Regions from separate parts of the Mus musculus genome. Here region 1 is linked to region 2. A link is a contact called in public HiChIP or PLAC-seq data. All regions are on one chromosome and are shown on one strand. The core of a region is the stretch at or near the end of the contact, and the rest is flanking DNA. Distances in the headings are between cores, read along the strand shown. Region 1 holds the start of Cenpa (centromere protein A). Region 2 holds the start of Khk (ketohexokinase).

Region 1 (7,669 bases), core at 2,892-5,391, 250 kb before region 2:
ATGAGACCGGGACCTTTGGGGCCCTTGAGCACAGCAAGCATGGTGACGGTACCATAGGTTGTCTTGGGGCGCAGATGGACCTTAAGGGCAGATTTAGCCTGCAGCTCTGTAAGCAAAGGCCTTCTCTATGCTCCTCCACAGCGGTTTCCATAGTAGATACAGTCCTTGGTTCCAAACTGTTTATTAGTTGTTCATCATGGAAAATAGATGTGTATCAACTTCTCAGGGTGGACCACGGACTAAAAACCTTTTGCCGGCAGAAATGTCCAGGGAGAGAAGCTTATTGGCTAAACCCTTGGGGCCTATAGATACCTCGTTAGCATGGAGAACTCTGTTTTGGGCTACATGATGGCCAGATGGGGAAACATGGCACGTATTCCAGGCCAGGAAGCTGGCAGGAAGCTGGAGGCACCTACCATCTCAGGTGTGTACCCGAGTTTCAGGGGTCTCAGACTCGCTCTCACTTTGTCTTACCAAGTTTCCTGGCACAGTTCATTATCCCCACGGGGATTTATTAATAGAAAGGAAAGCCATAGCCCAAGATGGCCTTTAAGAAGGAAATGCAACTTCTAAGTCATTAAACTGTCCCAGTAATGAAAAAGGGTCACTACCTGGACTGTGCAAGAGCAAAACTACCGTTTATGGCAGTCAAGAAAGTCTCCAAAGTCACAGAGCCAGCAAACAGGAAGCTAGGATCCAAGCTTACAGAAAAGCTTGTGTAAGGCCCACACTCAAGCCATGCCCCTGAGCCAATGAGAGTCCAAGTGGGGACTATGTGTTCTGATCATGAAAGTGGCCCTAAAGTTGACTGAACCCAAGAGGCCTCGTGCTTGCTAGGCAAGCCCTCTAACAGTGATCTATATTGCTGTCTCTCTTTTTACTTTTGATTTTCATGCAGGGTCTTTCAAAGTTGCCCAGACCAGCCTTGGGCTTGCCCTGTAGCTTAGGCAATCCTTACATTTTAGGTCTGTTTCCTCAGCCTCCCAAGTAGGTGAGATGACCACCATGACAACCATGCCCATCAGGATTGACATTTCTCATGCCAGATCTCTATTGAATTATGTAGAAAATGTAGAAGAACAGCAGGAAGAGGAGGAGGAAGAAGAGGAGGAAGAGGAGGAGGGGGGAGAATTCAAGCTGAGTGTGGGGGGCCTCAATCGCATAGCTCCCTGAGTCAGATGAACACTTCTCTTCTCCCTCCCTTTCTCCCCACTTCCCACTGTATTGCTCAAGCCAGACTGTATCTCTTCTGGTGGTTCCCAACTCCCAGGTCACCATGTTAGTACCAAATCAGCCAAGCACATCCTAAGCCAGAATGATCTTCCTGTCTGACTCTAGAGTAGCCAGGGCCTCAGATGTGTGCACTTGCGCCATCTCACTCTTCAGTAAAGAGAAAATGAAAGCTCCACAAGAAGCAATGGTGTGGTAACAGAGGGTAGAGGCCATTGCTAAGTACCGGGTTCAAATCCCAACTCACCTGCTCATTCCTATGACAAAACAAAAACAAACAAAAAAACTGGGTTAGACCAAGGTCAGGGTCAGGGTTAGACAGGGTCAGGGTCAGGGTTAGGGTTAGGGTTTGACCCAGACCCTGGTCTAACCCTAATCCTGACCCTGACCCTGATTAGAGTCTCTTGTCTGACATGCTGGCACAACTAATTTCTCCCCTTTCTCCTATGCTGAACTTCCCTGTTGGTTCTGAGGGTTTCTTTTCTTTCTTTCTTTCTTTTCTTTTCTTTTTTTTTTTTTTTTGGTTGTTTGTTTTTTGAGACAGGGTTTCTCTGTGTAGCCCTGGCTGTCCTGGAACTCACTCTCTAGACCAGGCTGGCCTCGAACTCAGAAATCTGCCTGCCTTTGCCTCCCGAGTGCTAAGATTAAAGGCGTGCGCCACCATGCCCGGCTGCTGAGGGTTTCTATGATCTACATGTTACAACTCTTGTTCCAGTCAACTCGTCCATAGCTCAGAGACATCTAGTGTTCAACGTGACTTCTTCAGCCCAATATGTTTTCATTCGATGTATTTTTAAAAAATTAGTAGTTTAATATACGGCATGTGGGACCGTGTTACCAGACAGACATAAGAACTAGAATGGTTGAGTGAGCTCAGATCCCAGGAATCTGAGAGATCTCAGGCTGGTAGAAGTGGAGCCATGCCTACCTGCTCTGGAACACATAACCATGATACTCCACTGAAGACCTCAGGCACTGAGTCACCCAGCACAACATCTATAGTTCTTCTCCATGCTAATGAGATATCTAGATAGCCCTGAGCCTTCAGCCAATGAGCGCCCCTTCCTAGATATTCCTTCCCACAAGAGGTATATAATCCCTGGTTCACCCCAAATAAAGTATATGCATTCACATCCATCATTAAATAAAGCAATAGGAGCAAGCAAAGATTGTCTCAGAAAGTTGTTTCATTCAGAAACGAGGTGAAGAAGGCCTTTGACTAAAGAGCTGCGCCTAAGACCCCTGAGCAAGGTCTTCTCCTCTCCAGTTCTTCCAGCACGCTCTGCCCTCACTCCCAGTCAGACCAGGTTTCACTCATCCTGGGCTCTGCCTCGACCTCTCCACCTGGCATGCCCAGATGTTGGAGGGGGGTAAAATCTTGGACCCCCATTCCTGACTCCTGGCAGTACACCAGTGACAGCCAGGTACCCAAAGAAGAAACCACAAATCACAGCATCTGGCCCAGACTTCCACTGTTTCCCCTTCCGGCCTGGTGAAGGAAGATACAAGCTGTGGATCTTCATTTCGGATTTTGCCCTGCGTTCTTCCGGTGCCCCACCCCCACTTGCAGTACAACAGTCCGATTGGTTCAAAAGCCAAAATATGCAAAACTACGTACGTTAATAAGCACTACCCTCCTCTTATGCCTTAACCCACACACCATTACAGTTATATAGGTAGTATCATCAGTTTCTTATGAATCGTAGAGTCTGTCCTCAATCTAGCTTTCTCCTTCTAGTTTACTAAAGGGCTATCTGTCTAGAGCAGACTTCATACACGGATATTATCTGACTAATTAACAGTTGCTGAGGATCCTGATGTCTTCATATATATATATATGGACTTCTGGATCATATAGTAATTCTATGTTTAAATTTCATGTCTGTTGGTAAAATACTGGAGATTGAACGAGTTGGTTGTTGGTCTTTTGTTTATTTGAGACAAAAATAAAATAAAATAAATAAGATAAAATCTTGCTCATAGCTCTGACTAGTCTGGAACTCACTATGTAGGTCTACTGGCCCTGTCCTTATAACAAACCTGCTTTTACTTCCCAAGTGCTGGGATTAAAGGAATACACAGATGAAGTCAGAGCACCTGTGGCCCAACCTCTGAACACTGCTGCACAGAGGACACCAAACTTTTGGAGGACATTTCAGATTCGAACCATGACACATTTCCATAGCAGCTGTGCCATTTTACACCACCCACCCCAATGTTCCACCAGGCTTCTATGAAACCACTGATTATATAAGTATTTTCCTGATTAGAGTACACGTTCATGATAGATCATTTAGAAAACTCAAAAAAGCAAAATGACGAAATTCTCTTTATTCTAATTACGGAGCCATGACCTGAATTCATATTACTCCCGGGAGAAAAGGAAAAGCCGGTTTTTTTCTCAGGCAATTCTGTCATTGTGTTTGATAGCATGGTCCAATAATAGTGCTGGCGCCTGCCCTGCCTGGACCTTGTCCTCAGATTCCTCCGTCCTGGCTGTCCCCACGACCCTATCTTCTGAAAAGGTCATGCAGTTAACCAGGCTTCTGAATCATATTTGCTGGTTGCTTTCAGGAGTGTCACGGGTGCTGTGTGGAGCTGTCACATTCTTGGGCATCTGTTTCCGTATTTTTAAAGCCACCTCAACGTTTGATAGAAAAGCATAAAACTTTTGAGGAAGTGAGCTCTACAAACCCACCACCCACGTAAGAACTGAGCCGTCCTGCCCAGAGGGCATCTGAAAAAGAGATCAACAGGAAAAGGGTGGGGAAATCCTGCCTTCCTTCCCGTCTTCAAGTACCCATTGGCTTCAGACCTTTATTCTCATTGGTTTATCTGGATGTCGCTCCACGCTGGCTTTCCAGAACCAGCCACTGAGAGTCACAAAGTTGGGATTTAAAAGATGCGGTGGGAGGGGCGGGTGATTTTTTGAACTGCTGGCGACCGAGTTCTGGCGGTCCTGACGCGCACCTTGGGCTTGCTCGCGTTCGGTTTCGGCAGCAGGACCAAGAAGGCTTAGGGAAGGCGGCGGGACCCGGCCCCTCGAGGCCAGCCATGGGCCCGCGTCGCAAACCGCAGACCCCAAGGAGGAGACCCTCCAGCCCGGCGCCTGGACCCTCGCGACAGAGCTCCAGTGTAGGTAAGCGAGCCTGCCCTGCACCTCCGAGGCCGGTGCGGTCATCCTGTGGGGCCGGGCCTGTAGAGGGACGGTTCCTGGTCACGGCTTGCCGCTAACCTCGCGTAGGGGTAATGGTTTTTTTGTTTATTTGTTTGTTTGTTTGCTTGTTTGTTCCTGACCGGTTTACAGCAGGGAGAAAAACGAAATGCAGACAAGACAAGGAGTTGGAGCAAAGACAAACTCATTCTGACGGACACGGGGTCTTTTTTTGCATTTATTTACTTTGCATGTATTTTGCATTTATTTTGTGTTCGTGCTCTGGCGACGGCCAGAAGAGAGCGTCGGAACCCCGGGGCCGGAGTTACAGTTGTGAGCTGCCCTTTTTTTTAGAGTGCTAGGAAGAGAACTCGGCCCCCCTGGAAGAGCAGCCTGGGCTATTAACAGCTGAACCAGCTTTCTAACTCCTACTCTTTATTATTTATTTGCAGCACTAGAGATGGAACCCAGGACTCCGTGTATGTTAGGCAAGGGTTCTACTACAGAACTATATCCCCAACCCTCTCCCCGACCCTTTTTTTTTTAAGACGGGAACTCGGTATGTATCGGTGTGTAGCCTTGGCTTGCTGACCTGAAACGTGCTATGTAGACTAGGCTAGCCTAGAGCTCACAGATCTCTGCCTGTGTTGGGGATGGTTGTATGCAGTGTGTATTCAGGAACTATTTCTGAGATCTGGTTACAATCCAGACACTGCCTCAATGTGATGTAAAAACTGTTTTCCATCACCTCTGATTGGTTAATGAGCTGATCAACCAATTGGCTGGGCAGAAGAAAGAAGAGTGGGACTTCTGTTCCCAATCAGAGGGTCCTGAAGAGACCAGGTGAGAAGAAGAGATGGAGAGACCATGTGGGTGAAGAAGGATTACTCATGAGGTCTGGATAAGAGAGCAGCCATGAGGACCCACATGGACCAGAGAGAGCCAGGGCAAGATCAGATGGCAAATAATGGGTCATATAGCCTGGTAACAGCAGCCTAGCCGGGTTAGAATATCTCAGAACCGCCGGGCGCGGTGGCGCACGCCTTTAATCCCAGCACTCGGGAGGCAGAGGCAGGCGGATTTCTGAGTTCGAGGCCAGCCTGGTCTACAAAGTGAGTTCCAGGACAGCCAGAGCTATACAGAGAAACCCTGCCTCAAAAAAAAAAAAAAAGAATATCTCAGAACCTACCTAGCTTAATGCCAGCAGCTTGTTAATAAAAAGGGGGGTAAGGAAGGACTTAGAATTAGATTTACATGCCTGCTTCTGCTTCTCTGGTGCTTGGATTAAAGGCATGCACCACCACATTCTATTTCTCATTGAGGTATGGTGAGCCCCTAAGGGAATAATGTGGTCATGGTTGTACCGCTCGACCAGAGCTGATGTTCGATGTGGACTTCCAGTGTAGAAGCAACCTTCCATTACTCTTATCTTAGGGAAAAGTTTTACATCAGCTGCGCCCACTTCTTGGCTCTCCTACTGCCCTTGTCTGCTGACCTTGTTCTTCCAGCCATTTGGTGCTTTTTATTCCCCCCTCCTTCCTCTCCATTCAGCCTCAGGCCTTGCTAGGTGCCCCCTCCTTTCCCAAGTCAACCAACCCTTCTTTTATGTGGGCCCTTAGACATATCTCCCTTTTGTGCTGTAAGGGACTTTGTGTTGTTCTTGCTACATAACAGCTCACGGCCATCTGTAACTCCATTTCCAGGGGATCCTTCTGGCCTCTGCAGGTACTGCACACACACAGACATGCACATAGGCAAAACAGATACACATACACATAGAATAAAATAAAACCATTTTAGGTGTGTGACAGTGACATCCATGTGTCCCAGGCTAACCCTGAGCTCAGGACACCCTGTCTCTGTATTCCAGGTGTTGGAACTGTAGGTGAGGGCCTGTGGGCCTGACTGGAGAGAGCTTTAGTGTGTAAGTCCTGCTTGAAATTCTCGGGCTCCCACCTGCTAACGTTGACCTTTGAGACCCAGCCTCAGGGTGTTTGAATGCAGTTCTTTCCAGGTCATCTCTGATCACTTCCGTTTCATAAACACCTGTTTGTGTATCATGAGTCTTGGAGTTCTCTTCCTCTTCTATTTCTCAAAATCTTTCTTTTCTGGGAGAGAATAAGTTCTCTCCATGTAGCCCAGTGGAGGTTCCTACCTCTGCCTCTCAGCGATGGATCGCACACGGCACGGCATTCAGTTCTCTCGCTATTCAAACTCCTTGAGTATAGTTTATTTTGATTCTTGGTTTTGGCTCCTTTTCCTTCTGGTGTTAGTCACATTCTTTGGTGGTCTCTAGTTGTGTTGCCTTCATTTTCTGTGAGTGTGTACCTGTTAACATCACCCTCTAGCCCCCAAAAGCCCAGATCTCGAAAATGGTGGGGTGGGGAGGAGGCAGCCATTTGTAGTTTATCTTTTAGTTATGGCCCATCATAGCTAGCTTCAGTTGACAGCCTGATACAAACCCAGGAAGGAGGAACTTCAACTGAGCAATTACTTCTATCAAACTGGCTGGCCTGTGGCCATGTCTGTTAAGCATTTTTTTTTAATTGCTTATCTTTGTCAGAGGGCCAAGTCCACTGTAGCCCACCACCTCCTATCTGGATTTAAAGATAGGGGAGCAGGCCGTAAGCAGCATTCCTCCAAGGATTCTGCCTCCAGATTCCTGCCTTGAGCTCCTGCCCTGGCTTCTGCTGATGGACGGTGAGTGACATATAAGCCAAATCAACCCTTCCCTCTCCAGGTAGGTCTTGGAGGTGGTGTTTATCACAGCAACAACAACCAAAGTCGAGCAGGGTCCTCCCTCTCCGTCTTCAGTGTCTCCAGTGTCTCCAGTCTCTACACACTGCTCTGCCTCTCTGTCTTCAGTGTCTCCAGTCTCTACACACTGCTCTGCCTCTCTGTCTTCAGTGTCTCCAGTCTCCTACACACTGCTCTGCCTCTCTGTCTTCAGTGTCTCCAGTCTCTACACACTGCTCTGCCTCTCTGTCTTCAGTGTCTCCAGTCTCTACACACTGCTCTGCCTCTCTGTCTTCAGTGTCTCCAGTCTCCTACACACTGCTCTGTGTCTTTGCTTTATCATCCTGACCTCACCGGTGGTTAAGTCTCCACCTCCTGCCTGGCACAGGCCGCCCCTGCACTGGTCCCGTCTCCCTTCTTCCATTTTCCTTGCAGTGTTCCTCACTGCTTGGGATCGAATTGGCTGGGCTTTAAATAACCTAGCTAAAGCTACGTGTTCCTGTTTTGCAGGACTAAGGATTGAACGCAGGGCCTTGTGTGTACAAGGCA
Region 2 (7,527 bases), core at 2,876-5,375:
CAGCTTGTGGGACCTGCCATGGCCAGGAGACCCCCTCAGGAATGCTGCCCCCCAGAGCTGGGTCGACGAGTGTCTGAGCTGGAGCGGAGGCTAGATGTAGTGACTGGCTCACTGACAGTGCTAAGTGGACGCAGAGGTTCTGAGCTTGGAGGAGCAGCTGGGCAGGGGGGCCACCCTCCAGGCTACACCAGCTTGGCCTCCCGCCTTTCTCGCCTGGAGGACCGCTTCAACTCTACCCTAGGTCCCTCAGAGGAGCAAGAGAAGAACTGGCCTGGAGGACCAGGGAGGCTGGGCCACTGGTTGCCTGCTGCTCCAGGACGGCTAGAAAAGCTGGAGGGACTACTAGCCAATGTGAGCAGGGAGCTGGGTGGCCGCATGGATCTGCTGGAAGAGCAGGTGGCAGGGGCTGTTCGGACTTGTGGGCAGATTTGCTCTGGGGCACCCGGGGAACAGGATTCTCGGGTCAATGAGATCCTCAGTGCCTTGGAACGCAGGGTGCTGGACAGCGAGGGCCGGTTACAGCTAGTGGGCTCTGGCTTGCATGAAGCAGAGGCAGCAGGGGAGGCTCAGCAGGCCGTGTTGGAGGGACTGCAAGGGCTCCTGAGCCGGCTTCGGGAGCGCATGGATGCACAGGAGGAGACTGCAGCAGAAATCTTACTGCGCCTCAATCTTACCGCAGCCCAGCTAAGCCAGCTGGAGGGTCTGCTGCAAGCCCGTGGGGATGAGGGTTGTGGCGCCTGTGGTGGTGTCCAGGAGGAGCTGGGCCGCCTTCGGGATGGTGTGGAACGTTGCTCCTGCCCATTGTTACCTCCACGGGGCCCTGGAGCTGGCCCAGGGGTTGGGGGACCAAGCCGTGGGCCTCTGGATGGTTTCAGTGTGTTTGGGGGCAGTTCAGGCTCAGCCCTCCAGGCCCTTCAAGGAGAACTCTCTGAGGTTATTCTCACCTTCAGCTCCCTGAACGACTCACTCCACGAGCTCCAGACCACTGTGGAGGGTCAGGGTGCCGATCTGGCTGACCTGGGGGCCACCAAGGACAGCATCATCTCTGAAATCAACAGACTACAGCAGGAGGCCACGGAGCACGTCACAGAGAGCGAGGAGCGCTTCCGAGGCCTGGAGGAGGGCCAGGCACAGGCTGGCCAATGCCCTAGCTTAGAGGGGCGATTAGGCCGCCTTGAGGGAGTCTGCGAACGACTGGACACCGTGGCAGGGGGACTACAAGGCCTACGTGAAGGCCTCTCCAGACACGTGGCTGGGCTCTGGGCTGCAGTACGGGAAAGCAACAGCACCAGCCTGACACAGGCCGCCCTGCTGGAGAAGCTGCTGGGGGGCCAGGCAGGCCTGGGCAGGCGGCTTGGTGCCCTCAACAATTCCCTGCTGCTCCTGGAAGACCGTCTGCAGCAACTTAGCCTAAAGGACTTCACTGGTGAGGACAGAAGGCGTGGTGGGGTGTGCAGGGAGGGAGGCCCCTTCTTGCTCCCTGCCTCGCAGCCAGTGAGGAGGCCTGGTGTTCTCGCCTCCTCTTTGTTCTGCCTCAGTCCTAGCCCCTACTGCTCATCAGGGAGGTTGACGTATGTCTGCAGAGAAGCTGTTGTGGTGTAGCTCCCTGCCCTCCTTCTGGTTGCTTAGATGGGCCTTTGGGTGGAACTGGGATGTGGCTTGTGCTGGTATGTGGCTCTATCAATCAGACACCTTGCCTGCAGCCCGAGGGACCCCGTGTCTCCATCAGTCTTCCCCATCTCCTACCTGTGGCGCCACCGCCTTTCCTGTCCGTTGGAAAGCATGGCTGACCTTCATCTCGGTTTTGGTTTTGTTACCATAGGACCTTCAGGCAAGGCTGGGCCCCCAGGGCCTCCCGGGCTACAAGGGCCTTCAGGCCCTGCAGGACCTCCAGGACCTCCTGGCAAAGACGGACAACAGGGGGCCATTGGCCCACCAGGTATGTTGGATGAGACACCACTATCCTGGCAGCCCTGCATAGTATTCCACACTGAGCTTGACGGAGAAGGAGTAAGGAAGCAGAGGTCCGGATGGCTGACAGTGAAAAGAAAGTGACTAGGAGCTGAATGAAAGTGGCCATTGGGGGCTGGAGAGATGGCTCAGCGGTTAAGAGCACTGACTGCTCTTCCAGAGATCCTGAGTTCAATTCCCAGCAGCCACATGGTAGCTCACAACCATCTGTAATGGGATCTGATGTCCTCTTCTGGTGTGTCTGAAGTCAGCTACAGTGTACTTGTATACATGAAGAAAACAAGAAAAAGAAAGTGGTCATTTGGCTCCTGGGCACTGTGGTCTCCCTGCCGTATTGCAGTTCATGTAGCGTATGAGGAGCTCCTGGCTGAGGCTGTGGTCTAGCATCTGCCCAGACTGGAGCCCACTTACGCTTTTCTTGGCATCACATTCCACACCTAACACCCAGAGCAGTGCAAGAGAGCAGATGTTGGGTGAGGGCATGGTGAGAGATGTCCTATTCACTGTGGTCCCTTTCTTCCAACAGGTCCTCAAGGGGAGCAGGGTAAGTCGTTAGACTCTGGAAGGGGCCAGGAGCTTGGGCCTGGAAGACTATAGTCCTCAGGCAGCCTGGGCAGCAGGGATGGGGACTGGAGTTTATTTATGAGCATCCATGCTAACACTATCTCTATTCAGGAGCGGAGGGAGCACCAGCAGCCCCTGTGCCTAGGGTAGCATTTTCAGCTGCCCTGAGTTTGCCACGGTCAGAACCTGGCACAGTCCCCTTCGACAGAGTCTTGCTCAATGATGGAGGCTACTATGACCCAGAGACAGGTAACTAAAAGGCCGACGGGTGGCCTAGTGAGGTAACGGGTGAAGCTGAGCAGTACTAATGCCTCCTTCACACCTCTGCAGACAAGTACAGCTTTTCACTTGTAATTACAAAGACCTCTATTCTTTCCATGCACTCACACCACAGTTAGGCAAAGAGAGAGTGGGGGAGGGGAGGAGACATCCACACCACACGGATCTTTACTGGGACAGACTCCAGCACACACTCTGCAGCAACTGCTGGAGATGCAGCAGGGGATTCCTACAGTGTACAGTTAGTGGAATAGCAGGGAAAGGACGGGTGGGCCACTCCACAGCCAGGAGTGCTGTACCCACTCTCCGAGAGACCTTCCTTGTCCCAGCCAGCGTCTCCCCTCCTGACTGTCATCCTTGTCTCCAGGTGTATTCACTGCACCACTGGCTGGACGCTATTTGCTGAGCGCTGTACTTACTGGGCACCGGCATGAGAAAGTGGAAGCAGTATTGTCACGCTCCAACCTGGGCGTGGCCCGCATAGACTCGGGAGGCTATGAACCCGAGGGACTGGAGAATAAGCCTGTGGCCGAAAGTCAGCCCAGCCCAGGCGCTCTGGGCGTCTTCAGCCTCATTCTGCCACTGCAGGTCGGAGACACTGTCTGCATCGACCTGGTCATGGGGCAGCTGGCACACTCCGAGGAGCCGCTCACCATCTTCAGCGGAGCCCTGCTCTACGAGGACACAGAGCTTGAACAGGTGTAGACAGGGTGGACCCGACCACCAAACTTATCTACAGGGGCCGCAGAGCCACCTGGATGGTGGCTACCCACCAAGGCAAGGGCAAGTCTGGCGACCACGTCCCGCTGCGGTTCAGGCATCCAAATCGGTCACTCCGTACGTTGTGACTGCGTGGTCTATGGGACCGAGGCATCTCCTCTTGACCTTTGGCCTCATTGCCGTCCCCACCAGAGCCCTCTCCGGGACCCAAGCTGCGGAAGAGGAACCTACCCTCCAGGGCTCTCCCCAGTCCACACCACCGTACTAAACTATTCAGGAATAAAGACACTTTTTTTTTTTCTACAAAACATAGCTATTCTGCTCTAGTACATGTTTGGGGGTAGTTAAGGGACAGGACAGGAGGAAACAGAGTTCTACGGAGGGAACCTAGGCTGGTGATCTTTGGGTGTGCTCCCTACTAAGGGCACCTGCGGACTCAGGGTCACGGCCACCGGTCCCCACAGCGGCCGCTAGGGGGCGCTAGGCCAGAACCACTGCGAAGGCTGGCAGCGTTCCCCGTCACGTGACACCGTTAATCTGGCGCGGGGGGGGGGGGCGGGGCCTCGGCCGGGTGGGCCACCTTGGCGGGGCGAGGGAGAGAACGCTTGCTTCTGTGCTCCGCCTGCGAAGGCGAAGTTTCTGTTGCCAGACTGTGCTAGTCCGGGTGGTCCAGGGTCTGCAGCAGGCGCAGAGGGATCGGAAAGGCGATGCATTACTAGTGCGCTTTCGCTTTGACAGCTGAGGCGGAAAAGTGAGAGGGCCTGCCATTGGCCGGGCTAGGTAACCCACCCTTGCAAAGCAGAAAGCTCCCTGCGGGAGGAGTTCTGCACGCAGAGGAGGAGCCAAGGTAGCCAGTGAGAAGTTGGGACACGGTCCTCCAGTAGATAAGAGGCAGAGCCCAGCAGGAACCCCCTCTGCTTGCGGGTAGGAAGCTTGGGGAGCAGCCTCATGGAAGAGAAGCAGATCCTGTGCGTGGGGCTGGTGGTGCTGGACATCATCAATGTGGTGGACAAATACCCAGAGGAAGACACGGATCGCAGGTAGGGGCGCCCAAGCCCCTCGGAGATCCCAGGGCCGCTGTGGTCCTGTCTTTTTGCGTGTCACTGCTAATCGGCTGCTAAACCAGGGATAGCCCTCTGTCTCCATGTGGTGAGGCCTGAGTTCAGCTTGGCGTTCTCTGTCCCGGGTCCCTAAGGGGTACTCTGTGAGAATGAAGACATGAGACTGGAGACCTTTAAAACCAAGACCCAGGGGGTGTGTTGTTTTGTTTTCGGAGTCTTGCTTTGTAGCCCAAGCTGGCCTAAACTCCTTTAGCCTCCAGAATTAACAAGAGTGCAAACGTATGCCTGAATCAAAACCCAGGCTTTCACTAGTGTGTTGTTGGCTGTTTACCATTTCAATCTGCCGATCATCAAAATCCTCAGTTTACAGAGAGGGCTGTAATGATTTTTTTCCCTCCTGAGCCCTCACACACCTGATAAGGTGCCAGACAAATTTTCCTCACCCCAAACCCCCAGGTCTCCCAACTCCTAGCCTATGCACTTCTAATTTACCGCTTACAGCTAAAATAAAACACCAGGTCGCTAGCAGTGAGTGGTATGTGATGTTAAACTACTCACATTTAAAAGCCTGGCCCTGGCGTTTGAGCCTTGCCTAGCTCAAGGACTGGCCGGCAGTGTAAGCAAAGCTGGAGGCTCTCTGGGTCAGACAGGGAGAAACTTGGCTCCTGAGCCACAGCAGGCTTTCTCCTGGAGCTAAGTGCCAAGAGGGGTCTTTACAAAGGTGGGTAAACATCTTAGTGGATGTTCTCAGAACATTCTCAATTGTCTGGTAGAAGTTAAAGTGTCCTTTGATGGCTCTTATCTTTGCTCTTGATAAAGGCCACTCCAATGTGCTGCTGTGCCGTGAAGGCATTCTGTGGGGTGGCGCACCGGCTTTCTCTTGGCGTGGTCTAGCACCCTGAACAATGAATGTTGTATCTTGGATATTAGTTAAAAGGAAGTTCAAGGTTGACCCCTGGCAAGACACTAGCACGCTGACAGCATTGAACTCACAGGGTCGGGGTCGGGGTCGCGGTTGGGGTGGGGGACTGGGTGCTCTTTGGGCTTTGGGTCCACAGAGTACTGTTGCAGGCTCCCTGGGAACTGTGAAAGACCCTTTCCTTAGCTGAGGAAGCAGGAGATTTGGAGGAGTGGAGTAGCACTTATCAAGCCACATTCGTAGCAAGCATCAGAGCATGATCATAGCTCATGTATGTCCCCACGTTTAGTGGGTGGCTCTACCTCCCGCCCTGATGTATTCCGTGTCGGTTGCTGCCCATCTTGGGGGGTTTACCCTTTGCTTTCAGTTACTCTTTTTGAGGTTAGAGCCCTTGCCAGGAGCACAGAGACAGTGGTACAGGAGCACAGGGTATGTCTGTGTGTGTGTGTGTGTGTCTGTCTCTCTCTCTCTTAAAAGATTCATTTATTTTATTATTTTTATGTGTATGAGTGTGTGTGTGTACCACATGCAGCCCTGATGCTTGAAGACGTCAGAAGAGGGCATGGGATCCCCTGGAACTAGAGTTACAGATGTTGTGAGCCACGATGTGGGTGTGGGAGTTGAATCTGGGTCCTTGGCAAGAGCAACAAGTGCTCCAATTTTTTATTTTATGAGCATTGGTGTTTTGCCTGCATTATGTCTGTGTCTGTGTGAGGATGTCCGATCACCTGGACCTGGAGTTACAGACAGGTATGAGCTGCCACGTGGGTGCTGGGATGATTTATTTATTTTATGTACGAGTGTTTCCTCTGCGTATGTATGTATTTACACCATTTATGTACCTGGCGCCTATAGAGGCAGAAGAGGACTTGGGCGTCCTGAACTGGGATTATGTATGGCTGTGAGCCACCGTGTGGGTGCTGGCAATTGATCCCTGGTCCTCTGAAAGAATGACAAGTGCTCTTAACCACTGAGCCATCTCTCTAGCCCTGAGCTTTTTCTTATTTGAGGAAAACACGCATATCTCATTATCCAAGCCCTCCAAAGATTGTATTCGAGCATGTAATACCACATTCTGCTAGACTGAAGACCCTGTTCCCTCCAGCTTGTTTGTCTGAAAGACTACTAGAAGGAGGACACTTTCTCTTCCTGCTGATAGAGTAAGTTCCGTTTGGAAGATAGAGCCCCTTCCCTCCTGACCTCAGGGTGCACTTCCTGCTGCAGACCTGGGTTTCTGTTTAACGTCCATGTTTCTGGACTCTGTTGAGTCTCCCAGAAGAGCAAGACTGTGTAGGATCCAGTCCTTCCTGACATCTCAGCCACACCTGACCTAGGAACTTTCAGAACATAGGGTTTGTAGTCAGATGGCCTGGCTCCTGTTTCCCAGAATCCATGCTGAGGAGAGCCTTCCAGACAAAGAGCCTCATGGTGAGCGCTGCTTCACAGCTTGAAGCTTCAGCAGAAGGAAGAGGTAACTGAGGAAGAGCCAACCCAGAGTTAAGAGAACCCTCACATTGAGATGGCCCCAGCAGGTGGGTTCCTGGTTCCCTAGAAACAGGTGGATGCGGCTGTGCACTCAAATACAGCCCAAGATGTGAGAACAGAGCCCGCCCTCATCCCAGCTCCTTCTCAGGACTAAGCCTCCGCAGCCCCACTTAGAAAATGAGCTGAAACTCAGATGTACCCAACTCTTGCACTCTGTGAATTCCTACCTAGGGGACTGAGGTTGGTTCTGTTTCCCACGGCGAGCAGTCAGCTGAGGCTGCAGAGACTTGCCCATGTGCTTTGCAGGTGCCTGTCCCAGAGATGGCAGCGTGGAGGCAACGCATCCAACTCCTGCACTGTCCTTTCCTTGCTTGGAGCCCGCTGTGCCTTCATGGGCTCTTTGGCCCCTGGCCACGTTGCCGAGTAAGTTTAGAAGGGAGTACCTGGTAGAGGGATAGAGCACATTGTCTACACAGTATAGGGAGACGAGAGTTGTCTGAACCCTGGGTGGGCTTGATGGGAGAATGG

What was found. HiChIP or PLAC-seq counts read pairs in DNA pulled down with a chosen protein or histone mark.
Region 1: a contact with region 2 is called in an H3K27ac HiChIP or PLAC-seq map of microglia, with 6 times the contacts expected there. The contact joins the promoter of Cenpa here to the promoter of Khk in region 2. A contact is called at or near these places in 3 of 39 promoter capture datasets (cranial neural crest, hippocampal neurons and neural stem cells), 4 of 484 Hi-C or Micro-C datasets (the C2C12 cell line, CD8 T cells, erythroblasts and 1 more), 4 of 115 datasets of contacts at active chromatin or transcription factors (the SCID.adh cell line, bone marrow-derived macrophages, effector CD8 T cells and 1 more) and 2 of 9 other capture datasets (adipose tissue and liver).

Annotation. Positions count from the first base shown.
Region 1 is chr5:30,662,745-30,670,413 of GRCm38.p6, forward strand. It overlaps Cenpa (centromere protein A), which reads left to right and starts at 4,142. Exons shown (of 5, transcript NM_007681.3): 1 at 4,142-4,369. The coding sequence starts at 4,285.
Region 2 is chr5:30,917,434-30,924,960 of GRCm38.p6, forward strand. Khk (ketohexokinase) reads left to right here and starts at 4,126. Exons shown (of 9, transcript NM_001310524.1): 1 at 4,126-4,574; 2 at 7,306-7,422. The coding sequence starts at 4,483. It overlaps Emilin1 (elastin microfibril interfacer 1), which reads left to right. Exons shown (of 8, transcript NM_133918.2): 4 at 1-1,426; 5 at 1,823-1,939; 6 at 2,498-2,515; 7 at 2,647-2,784; 8 at 3,182-3,842. The coding sequence ends at 3,519.